7 separate regions of the Mus musculus genome follow, and all the other regions are linked to region 4. Evidence: chromatin contacts called from public Hi-C, HiChIP or PLAC-seq and promoter capture Hi-C data. All regions are on one chromosome and are shown on one strand. The core of a region is the stretch at or near the end of the contact, and the rest is flanking DNA. Distances in the headings are between cores, read along the strand shown. Region 1 holds the start of Exo5 (exonuclease 5). Region 2 holds the start of Kif2c (kinesin family member 2C). Region 3 holds the start of Eri3 (exoribonuclease 3). Region 4 holds the start of Zfp691 (zinc finger protein 691). Region 5 holds the start of Nfyc (nuclear transcription factor-Y gamma). Region 6 holds the start of Ctps (cytidine 5'-triphosphate synthase). Region 7 holds the start of Zmpste24 (zinc metallopeptidase, STE24).

The links. Promoter capture Hi-C pulls out the DNA fragments that hold promoters and counts their contacts. Hi-C and Micro-C count contacts between places; a contact is called where the count stands out from the background. HiChIP or PLAC-seq counts read pairs in DNA pulled down with a chosen protein or histone mark.
Region 1: a contact with region 4 is called in a promoter capture Hi-C map of pre-B cells, with 2.4 times the contacts expected there. The contact joins the promoter of Exo5 here to the promoter of Zfp691 in region 4. A contact is called at or near these places in 2 of 39 promoter capture datasets (cranial neural crest and pre-B cells).
Region 2: a contact with region 4 is called in a promoter capture Hi-C map of pre-B cells, with 4 times the contacts expected there. The contact joins the promoter of Kif2c here to the promoter of Zfp691 in region 4. A contact is called at or near these places in 2 of 39 promoter capture datasets (hippocampal neurons and pre-B cells).
Region 3: a contact with region 4 is called in an H3K27ac HiChIP or PLAC-seq map of microglia, with 4 times the contacts expected there. The contact joins the promoter of Eri3 here to the promoter of Zfp691 in region 4. A contact is called at or near these places in 1 of 39 promoter capture datasets (pre-B cells), 1 of 484 Hi-C or Micro-C datasets (CD8 T cells) and 1 of 115 datasets of contacts at active chromatin or transcription factors (microglia).
Region 5: a contact with region 4 is called in a Hi-C map of muscle stem cells, with 4 times the contacts expected there. The contact joins the promoter of Nfyc here to the promoter of Zfp691 in region 4. A contact is called at or near these places in 4 of 39 promoter capture datasets (the C10 cell line, cranial neural crest, liver and 1 more), 1 of 484 Hi-C or Micro-C datasets (muscle stem cells) and 1 of 115 datasets of contacts at active chromatin or transcription factors (astrocytes).
Region 6: a contact with region 4 is called in a promoter capture Hi-C map of pre-B cells, with 2.3 times the contacts expected there. The contact joins the promoter of Ctps here to the promoter of Zfp691 in region 4. A contact is called at or near these places in 1 of 39 promoter capture datasets (pre-B cells), 1 of 484 Hi-C or Micro-C datasets (B cells), 1 of 115 datasets of contacts at active chromatin or transcription factors (astrocytes) and 1 of 9 other capture datasets (liver).
Region 7: a contact with region 4 is called in a Hi-C map of B cells, with 7 read pairs. The contact joins the promoter of Zmpste24 here to the promoter of Zfp691 in region 4. A contact is called at or near these places in 3 of 39 promoter capture datasets (liver, pre-B cells and second pharyngeal arch cranial neural crest) and 1 of 484 Hi-C or Micro-C datasets (B cells).

Annotation. Positions count from the first base shown.
Region 1 is chr4:120,923,590-120,926,289 of GRCm38.p6, reverse strand. It overlaps Exo5 (exonuclease 5), which reads left to right and starts at 1,285. Exons shown (of 2, transcript NM_028457.2): 1 at 1,285-1,779.
Region 2 is chr4:117,181,285-117,183,984 of GRCm38.p6, reverse strand. It overlaps Kif2c (kinesin family member 2C), which reads left to right and starts at 1,361. Exons shown (of 20, transcript NM_134471.4): 1 at 1,361-1,554. The coding sequence starts at 1,494.
Region 3 is chr4:117,549,007-117,551,706 of GRCm38.p6, reverse strand. Eri3 (exoribonuclease 3) reads right to left here and starts at 1,342. Exons shown (of 9, transcript NM_080469.4): 1 at 977-1,342. The coding sequence starts at 1,111.
Region 4 is chr4:119,172,707-119,175,455 of GRCm38.p6, reverse strand. Zfp691 (zinc finger protein 691) reads left to right here and starts at 1,261. Exons shown (of 2, transcript NM_001145936.1): 1 at 1,261-1,318.
Region 5 is chr4:120,824,449-120,827,148 of GRCm38.p6, reverse strand. It overlaps Nfyc (nuclear transcription factor-Y gamma), which reads left to right and starts at 1,408. Exons shown (of 10, transcript NM_008692.4): 1 at 1,408-1,619.
Region 6 is chr4:120,568,862-120,571,561 of GRCm38.p6, reverse strand. It overlaps Ctps (cytidine 5'-triphosphate synthase), which reads left to right and starts at 1,286. Exons shown (of 19, transcript NM_016748.2): 1 at 1,286-1,411.
Region 7 is chr4:121,096,906-121,099,605 of GRCm38.p6, reverse strand. Zmpste24 (zinc metallopeptidase, STE24) reads left to right here and starts at 1,396. Exons shown (of 10, transcript NM_172700.3): 1 at 1,396-1,729. The coding sequence starts at 1,607.

The DNA of each region.
Region 1 (2,700 bases), core at 36-2,535, 1.8 Mb before region 4:
CTTTGGAAAGAGGAACAAACACAGAGGCCTAATGATTTCCAAGACTGTCTTTGGGGTTCTGACATGTGGTTTAGGTTTAAACAAAGCAAGAGGGATGTACAACTAAGCAGATCAAGGAACAGTCCTGTCCACAGTTGTCTCAGCTTGTGTCTTCTGCAGAGTGGTCTGACAAGCTGTAAGGATCCTATGAAGTCTCTTCCTGGGAGGTAAGTTCTCCTCTGAATGGTGGGTGGCGGGGGGGGGGGGGGGGGTGGGGGGGTGGGGGGGGGGGTTCTACTGCTTCCATACTGCCAAAGGGAGGGGCACAAGTGCTTCTCTTTTATCTTTGCTCCCACTGTGATTGAAGATAGTATTTCATGGGTTTTACTCCACATTTGGAAATTTCCTCTTTTTTTTTTTTTTTTTTTTCCTACGCAAGTTCCTTGTTTGGAATCTGTTCATCCTCCCCCTGATACAATACACTTTATAAAACCCTGATTCTGGTGAACCCCTTAAACTGGTGACTGAATTAACTAAATGAACCTAACAGCTAGGCTTTATCCTTCTGGACTTTAGACTCAAGTCTAGAGTCCCAGCGCTGAGATTTTTGGTGTGGGTCACCATAGATGCTGGGAAGTATTTTTCAAAGGCTCAGAGGTTAAGAGCACTAGCTGCTCTTACAGAGGACCTTAGTTTGTTTCTCTGTGCCCATGTGACTCAACCCTTCTGTAACTCTGAGGCCCTCTTCTGGCTCCCGAGGGCACCAAGAAGATATGAACCACAGACATGCATGCAGGGAAAACATTCATACACATAAAGGAAAAAACAAAACATTTTTTTTAATCTTTAAAAAGAATCTGGGCATAAGGGCACAATGGCTTGTAATTCCAGCACCGAAAAAGCAGAGGCAGGAGTAACCCAAATTGGAGGCCAATAAAAAGGATAAGAAATAAATAAAATAAAATAAGACACTGACAACTGCCAGCGTCTTTGAAGCTTGAGTTCATGATTGTTCACTAAGCTGGGAAAGCTGATGTCAGGTGCTAAGATCCGGATTCGGGCTCCAAGGGTGTCAGAGGCCAGCTGCACTGGGGACAGCGAGACGACCACCATGACCGTCCTCTCACCGGGCGGGCGTAAGAGAACGAGACGGTAACAGCCTGCACTAGGCACTGGTGGATAAGGAAATACAGCGGACTGCAGACGCCCACTCAGCCCCAGTGTCGCGAGAACCAGGGGCCTGGTGGGTGGGGAGGGGTGTGACATGAAAAGGGGCGGGCCTCCAACCGCCGCCGGGAATTCTGGGACAGGGGTGAAGAGCTAAGGGGCTGCCCCTTTCAGGCACGCCCCTCATTCGGGTTTTTGTTCTGTGCATTTTGGGCCCGCGATTGAGTCTTTGCGCTTGGGCACACCAGGGGGACTGGGGCTGGGGGCTGAGTGGAAAGCACACGCCTGCCTGCGTGGAAGGCCTGTAACGAGTCAGGACGCAGAGGATGAAGGCAGCAGCAGGCAGCCGGAAGCCATCAGCAAGGCAGGGCCTCCGACCTCAGGCTGCGGCTGGGAACCTGGAGAGCAGAACTTACCGCCTGGAGACCTTACCCTTGGAGAGGCCAGTGTTAGGAGGATTTATGACACGCAGCTGCCCTAGCAGTGTGACTCAAGTGGAAACACCATAATGTGAAGGAGTGGTCAGGTGAAGAGAACAGAAGTCCACATTCCATCATAGCAAGGTGCCTCCCCATCTCCCCTCGTTTTAATACATGCTCTTCCCTGTGAGGAGGGAAATCAACTAAGGCCCAGGTGAGTACGAGTTGCCTCTCTCCTGAACTTTTCAGAGCAAATAGATACATAGTAGACCCATCAATGCCTTTGGAAGGAAAGCCACATTTATTGTGTGTTAGTTAATATCTGTACTGTTTTAGCTCTGTGGGCATTGAAGGATTAGCTTACCAGTATACATTTTAAAGATGTGCCAGTCTCATCAGAGAATTTTTGAAATGTGCCCAAGATTATTCAAGAAACAAATAGCAGAACCGGGCGTGGTGGTGCACGCCTTTAATCCCAGCACTCAGGAGGCAGAGGCAGGCGGATTTCTGAGTTCGAGGCCAGCCTGGTCTAGAGTGAGTTCCAGGACAGCCAGGGCTACACAGAGAAACCCTGTCTCGAAAAACCAGAAAATAAAGAAAGAAAGAAACAAACAAACAAATAGCATACCAGCAAATTCTACTGGACGTTTCAAGATTAGATTCAAAATCTGTATCTTCAGGATCCCTAGACTCTTGATGCCGATCTGGTATTTTCTGAACATCTATCTCATTTAATTTTTCACCTAATAATTTTCAGCTTTATCTGTTTTAAAACTTTTAAAACATATATTCATATATAAAATATTTAATATGAATATTAGTAGATATTTCTATATCTTTAAGAAGTCAAGGGGGCTGGAGAGATGGCTCAGAGGTTAAGAGCACTGACTGCTCTTTTAGAGGTCCGGAGTTCAAATCCCAGCAACCACATGGTGGCTCACAACCATCTGTAATGAGATCTGATGCCCTCTTCTGGTGTGTCTGAAGACAGCTACAGTGTACTTATATATAATAAATAAATAAATAAATCTTTAAAAATAAAAAAAAAAAATAAAAAAAAAAAGAAGTCAAAAGTCTGCCAGGCAGTGGTGGTATAGCCTTTAATCTCAGCAGCTTGAGAATAAGTTCTAGGACA
Region 2 (2,700 bases), core at 112-2,611, 2.0 Mb after region 4:
CCACCAAGCCTGGCACTATTCTTGTTTTTAATGTAACTACATTTAACTTGTTTATTTAGTATGTGTGTGTGTGTATGTGGTGCATGCCATGGCACATTTGTGGAGGCTTTGGGGAGTTCATTCTCCTACCATGTAGGTCCAGAAGATCAAACTCAGGTCTTCAGGCTTGTCAAGGTTGGATAGACCAAGGGCTAGACACCATTTACACTATACATATCCTCCGCGGGGCGGTGGGGGTTCTTGGTCTGCATAGGTCTGCATACTGGGGCAGTAATGATGTGGTTCAGTGTAAGAACGTTCCCCTAGAAGCCGGACAGTAGTGGCACATGCACAAAGTCCTGGAGTTAATACCTAGTACTACGAAACAAAAAGACATTATAAATAATGACAAAAATCAGGTATGGTGATTCATGCTAATTCCAGCATTTAGGCATTGTAGGCTGCTTTTCATTGCCAGCATCTTTTTTTGTTTGTTTGTTTGTTTGTTTGAGACAGTTTCACACAGCCCACTCTGGCCTCAAACATGCTGCTTAGCTAAGGTTGGCTTTGAAATTATTCTCTTTTCTTCATCTACAGGGAGCTAGGATTATAGGCATGATCTACCATACCCCGCTTCTCTTGTGTTCTGTTTTGTTTTGTTTTTCTAGAAAGGGTTTCCCTGTGTAATCTTGGCTATTCTGGAACTCAGGCTGTAGACCAGACTGACTTCGAAGTCAAATTTGCCTCTCTCTAGTGGTAGGATTAAAGGCTCGAGTCACCACCGTATGACTTCCCCCGTGTTCCTAATAGGAAAAAAAAAAAAAAAAAAGTTTCACGGACAGGAACCATTCGTCTTGTTTATTCCACTATCCCAATCTAGCACTATGTCTAGCACTAGCATGTGACTATTTTTAATTGGTGTCTTCGAAATATTGTATACATTTCAAAGAGAAAGCAATCATCAAGAAACCAGGATTTGAACCCCTGTCTGTAGAATCACAAGGCCCTCACTGAAACATTATACATAAGTTTCCTAGTCTTACATAAAGGCAGAAGTTCGACCTGGTAGCGGGAGGGTAAGGCCAGAAGCCATAAAACCTTCCCATCAGCTGGGCGTGGTGGCGCACGCCTTTAATCCCAGCACTCGGGAGGCAGAGGCAAGCGGATTTCTGAGTTCGAGGCCAGCCTGGTTTACAGAGTGAGTTCCAGGACAGCAAGAGCTAGAAAAACAAAACAAAACAAACAAACGAAAAAACCAAACAACCAACCAACCAACCAAAAACCCTTCCCATCAGTCTCAGAGCTCGGGAGCCCGGCCACGCGCCGGAAGTCGGAGACCAAGACTACATATCCCACATTGCTCTGCGGTGCGTCGCACTGGTGACGTTGTAGGGAGGCTGGCGCGCGGGATTTAAACTGCAGCGGTTTAGGCGTTGTTAACACAGCGCAGTATTAGCAGAGTCGTGGTTTCCAAGCTTCTTTCATTTGTGTTGCCTGTTGTTGTTCCTGAGTCCATGGAGTCGCTTCACGCACGCCTGTTTCCTGGTCTCTCCATCAACATTCAACGCAGCAATGGTGAGGGCAGGGTCTTGAGGCCAAGGGGACGACCCAAGAGCGGTGAGACTGCCAAGATGGTTATCTGAATCTCCGTGTGGCAAAGCTTTGGGATACTTTCCCTTATTCCACACTGAGGGGGTCCATGTCACTACACTGGCAGTCGGTGTCCCCTACACAGGAGGAAAACGCTACTTTGGTTGTGGGTCCCTTGCCTGCTTTCTGAGTGTGGGCGGAGCACGTCTGCGGTTATTGGTGCGCCTAGCTAGGTTATAGCGATTGGATGCATTTCCTCTGAACCTGTTTTGCTTTGTTGGACCCGCGGCTTCCTCGGCCTCCTGAGTGCTGGGATTAAAGGTCATGCACTACCACGCCCGGCTTTTTTTTTTTTTTTTTTTTTTTTTTGGCGTTTGTTTTGGTTTTTCAAGGAAGGGTTTCTCTGTGTAGTCCTGGAACTCCTGTAGACCAGGCCTCGAACTCACAAATCCCCTGCCTCTGCCTCCCAAGGGCTGGGATTAAAGGCGTTGCACCACCACTGCCCGGCTCAACCATCTGTCTTTATTAAGCAATTTCTACAGGTCTAATAACGGGTCATTCATGGACTAGCCAACCACTGCCAAAAATGGACCAGGGAACTCCAGCGGTCCAGCTCTTTACTGATGTGTTCAGGAATAGCTCCTCCAAGGAATGTAGTAACTTACTTGCTCAAATGAATCTTCATTCTGTTGGAGCGGTGATGCAATTTTATCCTATGGAGCTGGGGTTTAAGGCCCATTCCCTGTTCACTTCCACTGTGGAATGGTCTAAGGGTGAACCCCACTAGAATTACTAACTAGCATTTGTGTTTTGTTTTATTTTTTGAGACAGTTTCTCTGTAACAGGGCCTTGGACCTGGACTTGCTTTGTAGATCAGGCTGACCTCGAACTCACAGAGATCCACCTACTGTACTTTGCAAGTGCTAGGATTAAAGGCATGCACCATCACAGGCCTAGTTCTTTGGTGTTTTGTTTGTTTGTTGCTTTTTAAATTTATTATTTTATTTTATGTTCATTGGTGTTTTGTGAAATCCTCTGGAAGTGGAATTACACTTTGACAACAGGGTTTCTCTGTGTAGCCCTGTCTGTCCTGGAACTCACGTTGTAGACCAGGCTGTCCTCACTCACAGA
Region 3 (2,700 bases), core at 93-2,592, 1.6 Mb after region 4:
TCCCCCAGGCAGCACCTGCCGACAGGCAGCCAAGTGGGTTTCTAACCAAGATCACAGGCATACATTAGTGGAGTCACACTCCAAGTCACTGTTATAAATTGGCTTTTAAATGGTGGGCGATTCAAGTATAATATACTTAAGGTCCAAGACCGAGCCCACTAAAACAAGGTATACTGTGTATGATAAAGTCAGAATAAAGCTGAATTTGATGAAGCCAGTTTTCTGGTACAAACTCTACAGTCAAAAATCATTCGGCCAATCACAATCTACTACAGTTAAATAGCTTAGTCTTTGGCCAATGGGATTCATGTTTTGCTGCCCTTGGGCTGGGAAACCAATGAAATGCACTAGCAAATGCAAGCCACAAAAATGGTCAGAGACAATTATTGGCCCCAGTCATTGCGAAATCCAGCCTGAGGGGCAAGCTCTGTATCTCCAGATGAGGGGCCCCATACCCAGCATCTTCCAGGCCAACGTCGAGCAGCTGACATTTCACAAGAACTCAACCCAAGTCATGCTTTCTTTGTTTTAAGAAGACACCTGTTGCTGGACCACTTGCAATAAAGACATACAAAAAGCTACCTGGGTTAAGGCTCTTTCTCCACTCTGTCCACCTCTGTCCACCATTATTACCCACAGCTTGTGACTTACAAGGAAGTAAAGTGCTAGCATGTGTGCCTGTGCCAAGATGCGGAGGGGGTAGTCTATAAATAATTCCTTAATCTTCTACTTTATCTGGTCAAACCTCTCTCCTTCTCCAGAAATCTCAAACCAGGCCCTTTCATCAACTCACCCAGTCTCTCTCGCAAAGCCGAGCTCCCCCACCGCCCTCCCCAGCTATCCCTTCGCCCAGAGTTCTAACATCCAGGGTGAGCACCAGGCCAGAATCCCAGGCTCCTTAAGTGTGCGCGCCACGACCCACACCCCGCATGCATTAACCAGGGCCCAAGCTGGGGGCCCTCTCAATCTCACCCACCCCAGGGTGTTGCCCCCAGCTCGGGCCCATCCAGGTCCAGGGAAGCGTAAGGGGAGGGGCAGGGGGCCAGGAGACCAGCCCTCCTTCCCAGGGCCGCCCCCGCCCCCCGTCAGCTGCCGGAGAGGCTGTCGCCATGGCAACGCCCCCTCCTCCGGGCCAGCACGGCAGGCTCTCTCCAGGTGCAGGCCCCGGCGTCTCCCTCGGCCTCAGCAGACGCTCCGGGCAGTTGACGGCAGCGGGCACGGCCCGCGCCGCCTGCGGCGCTGGCCAGGCAGAAGCAGGGCCAGCTCCGCCCGCTTCCCACAGCCCGTTCCAGGCAGCCTCAACAGCGGCAGCCAGCACCACGAGTCCACAACACACCGACTCACCTCCGCGCACTCTGACCCCGACCGACGCGGTGGACGGGCGGGCGTGGTAGCCAACCGCTGAGCCCGCTGCTAGCGCCTTTGGCCAATGAGCTGGAGTAAGGCGGGGCTTCTTCTCTCCAAACGCTCTCTCTCCCGCCGACATGCGCGTTAAGGTGTGTCAAGATGGTGACCGTTGGCTCTGGGCCTTGTGGGACTTGTAGTTTAGAGGAGCCACGTATTCAAAAGAGAAAGGGAGGGTCACTTCTAAACAGTGAAAGGGGTTTTCTTAAAAAATAAATAAATGATAATAATAAAATAACCCGAAATCTTCGTCAGGCCTAAAATGACCCAGATGCTCTACTTATTTTCCCCACCTTGACTGTAGGCATTCGGTGAGTATGGGCTTAGGAGACATTCTCTTTAGGCGACACTTTTCTGTGATTCATTGTCAACAAGTAATCGTTATCTACTTTCTGATGCGGGCCTGAGGGAAATCTGGAAAGAAGGGAGGCGAATTCAGCTAAAAAGAAAATGCTGAGATTTCTGAAGGGCCTTTCTGAGGAGGAAGCTTCTGGCTTGTTGAGGCCCTCAGAGGAACTGTCAGGGTTAACAAGGTTTCTGGCCATAGCTGTAGTGGGTCTTTCACAGTCAGTCTCTCCAGGCAGCTGGGGAGAACTTCACCTAAAGCGATGGGTGAGTGTCTCCATCTTAGCTGTGCTTCTCTGGGAATCCACGTTATGAAATGGGAAGCATCAGTCTTAAGCCACTGGTGATTTTGACAGCCTCTCAGTCAGATCCATCTTAGGAGCCATCTTCAGTTACCAAGCTCCTCTGTCTGCCACCTGCTATTTTCCTTTAAGACAGCTAATATCAGTTCTGGACCCTGCCACCTCTGAGATCTTAATATAATGGTTCCTGCCTGAGCTGGAAATGCCTGTAATCCCCATATCAGAGAATGCCTTCTTTAATCTCATGCACATAATGGGTTAGATGGTTCTACTGTGAACCTACAGAACTGAGCACAGCACTTTACAATTGTCTCCCTGCCATCTCTCTCCCAGGAATTGAAACTCGTTTAAGATAGCTATTCATTTCCATATTGTTCATGCTGCATGGCTTATACCCAGTATGGTGTCAGTCATAGAGCAGCTATGCAATAATGTGTTTCTGACAAATGAAGGAGTAAACTGCAACAGAGACAGATATCACTCACCCCAACTGAGAAAAGGAGAGCCACGATTGCCTGTCCCCAAATCTTGGAACTAAAACTGGAGCTTCTTCTTCTTATCGTTACATAAACATTAACCTGGATTGGCCCATTCGTCAATGCGTGTTTATACTTCAGAATTGGGCACTGTCTGTTGCTGATGGTTTCAT
Region 4 (2,749 bases), core at 12-2,511:
TCTGACTTTTGATGTTTTATTTTTATCAATTTATAAACTAATAGTGTGTAATAGATACTTACACGTCACACACATCCTCAGCTCCAAACATAATTGCTTGAGTAGCCAATCCTATTGGCTAACTAACTCATGCTAGTCTTACCTATTGAGAGAATTTACCAATAGAGAATAGAGCTATTTGTAGAAGCAGGAAATGTTTGTCTGTGTGTCTGCCTATTTGTCTGACTGTCTGTCTATCCACTCAGTCCTTATATCCTTACAATAGTTGTGCTAGGAATTTTATAGAGGAGAGAGGTGGGATTATAAAACTTGACCCTCTCTTTTTTCTTTCCTGATTTTGTGTGTGTGTGTGTGTGTGTGTGTGTGTGAGTGTGTGTTCTTGTGTGCAGGTTCTCAAATTGTCCAGAATTGGGCATTGGATCCCTTGGATCTGGAGTTACAGGTGGTTATAAACTACCTGATGTGGGCGCTGGGAATCCAGGTCCCCTGAAAGAGCTGTAAGTGTTCTTAATCACCGGGTCATCACTAGCTCTAAAGCTTTACCAGCTACAAAGACAACCATTGAAAGACCACACAAACAGGAAAAGCTCGTAGTTAGCTTACACATCAACTTTCTTTATCCTCTTTATCTTTCAAGTTCTTAATCTTTATTGTTCTTCAAAATAAAATCTGGGAAAAACAACAACCAGCCAACCAAACAAAAACCATCTCTGGATAACTTACTGGTCTATTATATCCAGATTGATGCGAGACTTTTGGGTTAACAGGATCACATAGGACACAGAAAAAAAAAACCAAAACCTACGTTGGGCCACTGGCCGACCTGGCTGGAGGTCATTCCTTGGGAGAGGACACTTAGCTTCTCGGACAAAGAGATCGAACTACTTTATTTTTAAATTCCTTTCCTGGTACATGTCCTTTTAATTTTAAACTATAAACTTTAAATGAACTGCGAGGTTTCTATCGAGGGCCACCGCTTCAAAAGACAAAAAGAAAAGAAACCTGATGACCTTAGAAGTGATGACAGCTTCACCGCTGAGTTCTGAACTGGGCAAATGTTTTCAGCGAAGCAAACCTCCGAACTACAACTCCCAGCATGCCGCGCACTAAACCAATGTTTATTGGCCGTCCTACTAGGTCTTGTGCAGTGTGACAGTTAGTATAGCCAATAGAGAGGAAGAACGTTCCCAGGATCCAATCCGAACGCTGTGAAGGCGGATCCTCTCTGGGTTCCGGCTCCGGCTCCTTCCCCCGCCCACCGAGGCGCCGCTGTCCCTGACCGAGCCGCGGGAGTGAAGTGGGTCGCGGCTGTGTAGAGGTGACGTGGGGGTTATGGGGGAGGCGAACGCGAGGCACGGGGCGCTTCGAGCCTGGCCCCTTCGCTCTTGCGAAGGCCTTGAAGGCTGATGTTTGGGAAGTTGCTGTTTTGCGAGTCCCAAAGGCCGCCGGGTACCGTGTGTCCCTCCGCTGCGATCACGTCCCCAGTCCTCGGATGACCCAGTCTTACTACCCTCCCTGCCTTACTGTTGGCCTTGGACCACTCCATGCCCCTCCCACACACCGTGTCTTTAGAGTCGCCCCTTGTACTCTTCCAGCTCCAGTCCCAACCTCATGGACATCTCTGAACCCAACTCTCGTCCTTCAGCTTTCCCAGCTGACTCCTCCAGCTTTATCCTCCTTCCCCACTTAACTAGGCTCTTTGGACACTGCTGCAGCCTTTGTCCCCTCTCCCAGGCCACCTCAGATTCTTTGGCTCCTTTGATGATCCGTCTCTGAATCGCTATGTAGCTCCGGTGAGTGCTTCCTTAATTTTTCACACTCTGTCCCCGGTCCTTCCAAGTTACTCCCGGTACCCTTGACTCGAACCCGGATCTAGAACTTTAATCTTTCGGACCCCAGCTTGGTCTCTTCCTTCTAATCCAGGCTCTTGTCCTTCATCGTCTGTGATCACCAAGCCTCATCTTCTTGCCTTGTTCTTAGAACTCATCCCTCCTCCGCACTCTTGCTGGCGACTCTGTGCTGCTGAGCTCCGAGGAAGAAAACCCCACATGCACTAGGTCTCTTCTCCCTCCGATCTTTGTAATGCAAGGTGACTTTGTGTTATTTCCACACTGCCTTTTCAGTCAGGGATGGACTCTCCGTCTCTGCCAGCCTTGGTCCTGCTCATCTGTCTATTTTGCAAGTCATAGTTTAAATTTCACCTCTTCAGTGAAGCTCCCTCCCTGCCCTCTTCAGAGAGGTGCCTTCTCATTTCCTAAGTGCCGTAGCACCGTCTCTACCTCCAGTCCTGGTGGAATGGTTAAAAACCTCAGCTTTGGAGGAATCAACTTGGGCTTCAGTTTTGCCACCTACTGTGTGCTCTTAGGCACGTGACTTGATTTCTCAGAGTTTCAGTTTCATCATTTCTAAAGTAAGTATGAGAAATTAATAGTTGAGCTAGATGTAGCGGCTCATGCCTTCAACCCCAGCACTCGGGAGGCAGAGGTGCTGTAAAAATGAATTGAGATGGTGCATTGGACCGCTTAGCCCTAGGTCGAGTGCTCTGTAGGACCTTTAAAAAATATGAGCTGTTATGGGCTACTGTGTAATATGCCATATGCAGTGCTGGCCAGAAAGAATGGGTGTATGTACTGCCTGTTCCCTGGAACTTAACCTTGCATATTATGTTCAACTTGGTCGGTAGTGTCTTTACCTACCGAGTCATTTTTTTTTCAGCTCAGTTTTTAAAATGTATTATATGTATGTGTGT
Region 5 (2,700 bases), core at 159-2,658, 1.7 Mb before region 4:
TCTTTTTTCTTTTCTTTTCGTGTGTGTGTGTGTGTGTGTGTGTGTGTGTGTGTGTGTGTGCTGGGCATGGTAGTTTATGTCTGTAATCCCAGGACCCCGAGGCTAAGTAAGGAAGATTTAGCTGAGTTTAAGGTCAGTGTGGACTACATAATGAGCACCGGACAACCAGTTATAGACAGGCCTTGTGAAATACTACACTTCCCCATCCCCACCCCCACCTCCCCAAAATGGTTGGCTTCCATATTCAGCCTAAAGTGCCAAGATTAGAGGCATGTATTACCACACCAAGCCATACATATTGTGTTAATGTATTTGCATGGAATGCATTCGCCCATAGAAGGCAACATCTAGATGTCTTCAGTGGAAACTTCACCCTATTTTTTGACACAGGATTTCCCTGCGTAATTCTGGAAGTCCTGGAACTCGACAAGGCTGGCGTTGAACTCACAGACCCTCTTGCTTCCGTCTTCCCAGGTGCTGGAATTTCAGTTCTACCGCGCTGGCCCCAACCTATTTGTATAGACTGGGCCTCCCACTGAACCAGGAGCTTGCTTATTTAGCTAGGCTGGCAGGTTTCTTTTCAAGCCTTTCAGGTATGGGAGACTACTGTGCTAGTGGCTTATGGAGTGTTGGGGGGGCTAATGCAGGTCTTAATGCTTGTAGGAAGCACTTTACTGAGCCACCTCCCAACTCTTTAATTTTTTATGCCAATTTTTAAAAAAAATATTTATTATTTTATGTAAGTACACTGTAGCTGTCTTCTGACACACCAGAGGGCATCAGATGTCATTACGGATGGTTGTAAGCCACCATGTGGTTGCTGGGATTTGAACTCAGGACCTTCAGAAGAGCAGTCAGTGCTCTTAACCACTGAGCCATCTCTCCAGCCCTTTTTATGCCAATTTTAACGTTTTAAAATGTCACCTTTTTGGTTGTTTGGAAATTTTATTTCTTCACTTACTGGTGTGTGTGTGTGTGTGTGTGTGTGTGTGTGTGTGTGTGTGTGTGTGCGCGCGCGCGTCGCACATTAATGATCAGAGTTCAGCTTTCAGGACTCTGTTCTTCTGGTCCATCCTGGGTTCCAAGAATCGAATTCAGGTCGTCCGGTTTGCTGAGCCCCAGGCGGCTTTTTAAATTTTCCATGCCCGCGAAGTTCTTCTCTCCCTACCATTCATTTCCTTGAAGAACAAAACACGGAAAACTATTTCCTAAAACCCAGAAGCGAGCGCATCCTAGCTGAGAGCTTCAAGGATATAGAACGTCCTCGGAGGTCACCGAGAAACGCCTCCCGCGCCCCTGGGAAGGGGCGGGGCCCCAAAAGTCTCCGCTCTCACTATCCCGCTTGGCCAGGCAAGACAATTCTCGCGAGACTTCAGGCACCTCAGCCGCTGCGCACTACGCGTTGCTGGGAGTCGAGGCGCGGAGTGGGGGGAGGGGCAGGGGAGACGGTACAAACGGCGCGGCCGCCATCTTGTTTGCGCCCCCGCTCCGCACGCGCTCCGGTTTTTCGTGACGCACGCTTCCCCCTCCCCTCCGCCGCGCCCGGGCCTCTGCATTGCCCGACGGCGCAGCAGCGCGGGGGCGGCTGCTTTCTTCGCTGGACGCCGGAGTAGAGGCCTGTGAGTGTATGAAAGCTTGGGTGAGGAGGGGAGAGAGAGAGGGGGCGGCCGGCAGTGAGGGCGGTGCTTCCCGCCAATGGCGGAGAGCTCCCTTCCCTCTGCGGCCGCCGCTGCACTTCGGTCGGCTCTGCCGCCGCCATGTTATGTGTTCGCCGGGCCCGCCGCTGTCGTCGCGGCTGCGCTCGCGGGGTCCGTGCGCCTGGGCCCGCGGGCTTTCTCCCATTGGCGGAAGGCGACGGCGGGGGGGCTCGCTCGTGATTGGTCGGCGGCGGGGAGGCCGCGGACCTGGCACCTTATTGGTCACGCCGGCTCCGGCCTGGGGGGTGATGAAGGAATTGGCGGCTGTCGGGATGCTAGCTGCTCAGGCTCTGGCGGCAGGGCGACGGTCCCTCTAATGCCAGCGTGGCGGGGAGTCTCCGGGACGGAGCCGGAGGCCCAGAGGAGAAAGAGAGTGGTAGCCTGGCGTGTGGCCTGCAACGGGGAGGGGTCACTACTAATACCAGAGGCACGGTCAACTACAAGATGGGGTGTGCAAGCCCCTGCTTTGTAAACACGGAACAGAAGTGTCTTCGAGACCTAGGGGTGCTAGACTTGGAAATTGATCCAGCTTGGGAATGACCCTGAGTAGAAGTCTGAGTGCATGGTATGGAAGTAGTGGGAGTGAGGACCAGAAGGACAGAATCGGATTAGGGAGCCTGCTGTAAGAATTTGGGTTTTGAAACCCGGAGGATTAGTGTAGAACTCCAGACTCCATTCTGGGTTCTGAAATGGAGAGTGGGAAACAGGTAAACAGCCGGATCCCACTGGACAGGTGTATCAACTTTTAGAGGCTGAATGCCATTTTAACATTACATTAAGTAGAATCAGAAAGTCAGCTGTAGAATGTATTTGCATAATTGGGAAGTTGGGGGTTACAGGATTTGGGATCATGCTAGTTTTGAGATGTTATATATGAAATTTTCACTGGTCTAAGAAGAATATAGGATCAGAGCTTTGTGCTTGCTAGACAAACATTCTACCAACTGAGTTACCCCACTTCCCCCTTAAAATTGATCTCTCTTAACTTTCAGTTCAGAGGGCA
Region 6 (2,700 bases), core at 37-2,536, 1.4 Mb before region 4:
AAGATGAAAGACCATGCTGCTCGCACACATGAAAGCAGGCTGGTAGACAGAAGTTCTCTTGTTGGCTTGCATTTTCTTGGTGAAATGGAAAGCAAGACCATCAAAGAGAATATGGGAGAGTGGAGGGGAGTGAAGGGGTCCCCCAGAAGAGCGACTGGGGGAGGAGTTCAGTTTTGTACCTCTTATGGAAGCTTCTTGGAGCAGAGCAGTTTGGGTATTTGGGCAGACTCAGAGCATGCTGTTGGTTGGGATCTGAAAGAATCCGGAAGTCTCCGAGAGAAGCCCCTGTAGAATTCTCCTAAGTGGTTTCTTGGAATTCTACTTGTTTGAGTCATTTTCCTGAAAAAAACCAGTATGGTCATGGGAGGCATACCTTTTCTTTAACTCTTTCAGCAAAGACAGAAGAAAAAAAAAAGCAATAAATTACTCCTAATGGAAGGAAACAAGCCTCCTGGATGGAGTTCAAGGTACAAGGTACTTCCTAAGGAAACCTTTGTGTAGTTTTTGCAGGGTGGAGGGTATTAAAAACTCACATGGGTTTATGTAGTATTCAAAAGACAAAATCATCACCTTGGGTGCTGTAAATCTTTTGCCTACAACGCTCTGCATAGAGCTGCCCTTCCAACCTCTCCAGCCTGCACTGTTCACTCTGCAAGGCTCTTCTGGACCTCGCCTGGAATGTGCACACAGACTTTTTCTTCTGCCTCATTTTCTATTCCTCCCTCCCTTCCTTGCCAGTAAACGTTTCTGCTACGTGTTCAGAACCCGCTGTACACTAACTCCCCAAGTCCCAATCGTCTGTGAAAATCCCCATGACTTGTTAGAAGTGGGCTCGTTTGCCTCTCTACATTTAGTGCCGGATGGAAGTAGGCTCGCGACAGTTGTTCTAATGCAGGCACCGTCAGGGTGCGTTGTGTGGAAAGGCAGCTGGCTAGGACGTGAAGCCAAGCGGCCCGGCCTAAGAGGGAGACAAGCAGGCACCGGGAGAAGGCGGCGGTGCGGGGCGAGAGCACGAGATGATTTGGCCCGCAGCCTGAGGGAAGGCGGATGGGAGGTGAGAGTGTCCACCGGCTATTGCGGGACCAGGCAAAGGCCCTCAGGGTTCCGGTTAGATGCGAGTCACCAGCATCCTCTAGACCTCGGGCGAGGAAGCCCACAGAACCCACAACTCCCGAGACCCACCCGCAGTAGCCACTCAACAAGCTGCGGCGAGACGTCCCGCGCATGCGCGCCCTAGCCCCACCCTCCCCTGGGCCCGCCTCTCCCCGCCCTCTGCGTGCGCACCGCCTAGAGCCCGCCTCTCAGAAAGACGGCTGGCGCATGCGGCCCGGCCGAGCACTGGCTGCCCGAGGCTCACCACGCGCGCGCCGGCCTTGCTGTGGCTGACACGAGACTCCGAAGCCGGCCTCAGGTAGGCAGACTTCAGGGATCCCGGTGGAACGGCTCCCGGGTGCAAGAGCCTGTGGCGCCGACAGAGCCCGGCGCGGACGGCCACGCCGCCGGGGCGATAAACGTCTCTTCTCACCAATCAGGGGAGAGCTGGCCCGGCGTTCTGCCCAATGGGCTGCATCTCTAACGGGAGTGGGGCGGGCAGTCCCGGAACGCGAGCTGCCGGCTCCCGCGCGCGGGCCGCGTGGCCCGGCTAAGGAAAGGGGCCGAGTCCGGCGACGCGGGCAGCCGGGCTTGGTGAGGTAGAGAGCGCGGTGTGCCGCCGCGGAGGGGTCTCCCAGAGCCCCAGCCTGTGATGGGGCCCGACTGGCGGCCTTGAGCTCCTCCCGGCGCTGCCCGGCGCGCGGGAGGAAGGGGCTTGTAGGTTCGCTGGGCCTCACGGCCCAGGCTACCCAGCTGCTGTCTCTCTTTCCAGCCCAGCGCGAAGATGCTGGCGTTCTTGAGGCCACTACGTCAGCGTGGCTGCCTTACGTCCACACTCATTATTTTAAATCCTCAGCAGCCGGGTGACGCGGGTGGGTGCTGCTGTGGTTCTCGTCCCACTTTTTACGGCGGTGCGAACCCGGGCATCAGGCACTTCGGGGCTAGATTTAGATTTCAGCACATCTGCGGTGGATCCTGAGCCTGATTTTCACCAACTTCATTTTTTTTTTTTTTTAACAAAAGCTTTCACATTTTTCATTCGTGAATTTATCTGGTGCCCCTTGCTCTATATTATAGCTCCTGTACTTGAAAAACCTTTTGTGTCTTGTCATCTTCAGAAAAAAAAGTGCAGCGTGGACATTCAACTTTGCCCATGGACTGGCCCCTGGCCATCCCTTTGCCCTAATCTTTTTTTCTTGGTGCATCCTGTGGGCTCACCTGCTTGTTCATGCTTTGCCTGATTCCTAGCTCATTTCAGTCAGTCAGCCTTACGGGCCCATTACAAGGCAGGTTTTCAAAAGGAGCTCCTGGATCCTCCCTCAGTCCAGGTCATCTCTCCCGGAGATACTTAAGTTGGACCCACATTTGACTTAAGTTTGTGGTACCCCCAGCATGTGAGTAGCTCTCCCATAATAGGTAGTTTGTAAACGTTAGGGAATGGGTCCTCTCCAACTGGCTCTTTGTGGCTTTTGGAATATTTTTTTGCCAGTCACTCTGGGAGACTGCCAGAATCTTAGTGTCTGTCTGTCTGTCTGTCTGTCTGTCTGAGTCTCAATCTCTCTCTCTCTCAGAAACACACACGCACATACACACAGAGAGATCTGAATA
Region 7 (2,700 bases), core at 147-2,646, 1.9 Mb before region 4:
AGCCCTACCTATAAACATTGGGCTTACCTACCTAGGAATACCACTCTTCCATTGGTACAATGGAGAGAGTCCCTAACATCACAGTGGCATCCACCCTTTGTTGACACAAGGGCTAGGCTATGCTTGTGTTTTTCCACAGGACTCTACAACACCATGATGGGTGCCAGTACAAAACATCCAACCAGCCATGGAAAAGGAGGACAGGGACGAAGCCTCCTCTCTGAAGACCTTCTACCTGAGGAAATGGCACTTGTTAGAGCTATGTCTCTACTTGCCTGTGATCCCTGTTTTCATGCCATTTGCCTTACACCCAATCAAGTACAAAATATTTCCCAGGCCCATGAACAAAACTCAAAGTTCAGCTAACAGTTCAATCAGTAATTTTGCTGAAAGCAAAAAATCCCCCAAAAGAACTTTTGGTTGCCAAAGAATCTGTGATCCTATATTGAAGTAATTCACTTTGTCAAGTAACTTCTACTGATTACGCTCATGCAGATAAATTTAGTCATGGTTGAGAAATTTGAAACCTTAATCTCAACATCTTTAGCATCACAATCTCACCATATTTTAAATTGGAGCTACATATTTTAATTGGAGCTAAAGATTTCGCAATTCACTATAAATAATGTTTATACAAAGTGCTATTAGTTCATAGAAACTATTAATTAAATAACATTTACTTTGTGGTCAGAAAAATTCTGGCTTCACGTTTCAAGTAAAGTCAAAGTAGTAACAGGGGCCATAGTGACCCTATTTCATTGTTGAATTCCAAGGCAAAGGTACTGAGCTGTGATGGTGTGTGGTGATGTGTGGTGGTGGTGGTAGTGGTGGTGGTGGTAGTGTGTGTCTGAAACAAGGTCTTGCTAGGCTTAAAGGCAGTGGCTACCAAGCCTGCCTGTTTGAGGTTAGAAATGCAGTCCCAGGACTCACAGGTAAATGCCTCTTCTGACTTCACTTGGGGAGGATGAGATGAAATGTGTAAATGAAAATCCTAATCACTAGAGTCATTTTCATCTCTAATATTCCCAAAACCAGAACTTTCGAAGACAAGCCAAACAACCCCAAATGCCTCGTTTGGTTAGTTATCCTGGAGATGCACATCTAACCTTTGAACGGCACTAAATAGAAGGAAGGAAAAGTTTTAGAGCCTCTCTCATCCTTCCCAGCTACTTCTAGAGGGAATATTTCTATGACCCGGCTTATCCGGTCCGGTTAAGCACCGGGGTCCATTGCCCTCTCTGGTAACCCGCCAAAGCAAAGGAGAGGCGGCGACCACACTGACGTTCCCAGGAAGAAGGCCGGAACCTTTGAATTGGATCCCTGCACACAGAATCCGGAGGGATATTTCAGGTGCACCGCTGCTCATTCTTCAGGCGGAAGTGAGGAAGGTGGGGCGTCTTATTCTAGCAGAAATAAGTAGGTCCTTGAAGAGTAAGGCTGGAGGGAATCGTGTCTTTGTGACACTTCTGGCAAAGCTGAGGGAATGGGCGTCTGAAGAAGCCCTCGGAAGGGACCCGTATTGTTGTGACACCGCTGGCACTCTCCGAGGGACGCGTGTCGCTGAGGCACCGGTGCACGCTAAAGGAGCGGGTGAGATAGGGTGACGATGGGGATGTGGGCATCGGTGGACGCTATGTGGGACTTCCCTGCGGAGAAGCGAATCTTCGGGGCGGTGTTGCTCTTTTCCTGGACGGTGTATCTTTGGGAGACCTTCCTAGCACAGCGGCAGGTGAGCATTGACGTGTCTCCCCCGGCTGAGCCCCTGGACAGCCTTAGGCCAGCCCGAGCCTCTACCCAAGCCCCTTAGTGTTTGCCCGGATGTAGCAAACCGTAACCCCCGGTGAGCTTCCTAACTTTTCCTAATGGTGACTGCCGCTTTGAGGAGTTTTTGGAAAGGCAGAAGTTGTTTGCAACGTTGTAATGGGACCCAAGCCTGTAAGCGGCTAATGAAAGGGAAGAACTGCCCTACCGCCAAACTTGAGCATGTCTATGCCTGCTTTACAGCGTCTTAAGAATCTTTGGACCGGGACTTGACCAAGCCTCGTTGGTATAGGCTTTCTAAGTGGAGGTGCTAAATTTGTAGAATAATAACTTCCCATGATATTGATGTTACCATGCTCAACCTCACTTTGCAACCGTTCCAAAGACTCGCACGCCGTTTGAAAATCCTCATTAGAGCAAATGTTGTTTGGGGCCACAATGTGTGTGTGTTTCATTAAAATTTCTCTTTGGGTTTTTTGTTTAAAACGTTAAATAGTGCAGTAGAAAAGCTAACAGTTTTCCATGGAGATAGCCATAATTAACAGTTTAATTCGAAATGTGAACGTTTTAGTGAGATGGACTTTGAAACAACAAAACAAGTTATCTGCAACATTATAATGGGTCCCAAGCCTGTTGGTGTCTAATAAAAGGAAAGGACAGCCCTGCCGTCAAACTTATGCAGGTCTATGCCTGCTCTGCAGTGTCTAAGTTTGGACAACACTCGTCTGTGTCGTCCTTGAGAACCTTCCCCTTTAACTGCTGGACCTATTTCTTGAGCTCTGCAGTCCTTTTCGTCTGCAGTTTTCTTCTAACTTACACTGTATGTGAGTTTCTTTGCCAGGCAAGTGCTCTCCCACTGAACTACATTTCCCAGCCCTTCGTGACTCTCCGGATTGCAAGTTTGAAATTTTTTTTTTTTTTTTGGTTTTTTTGTTTTTT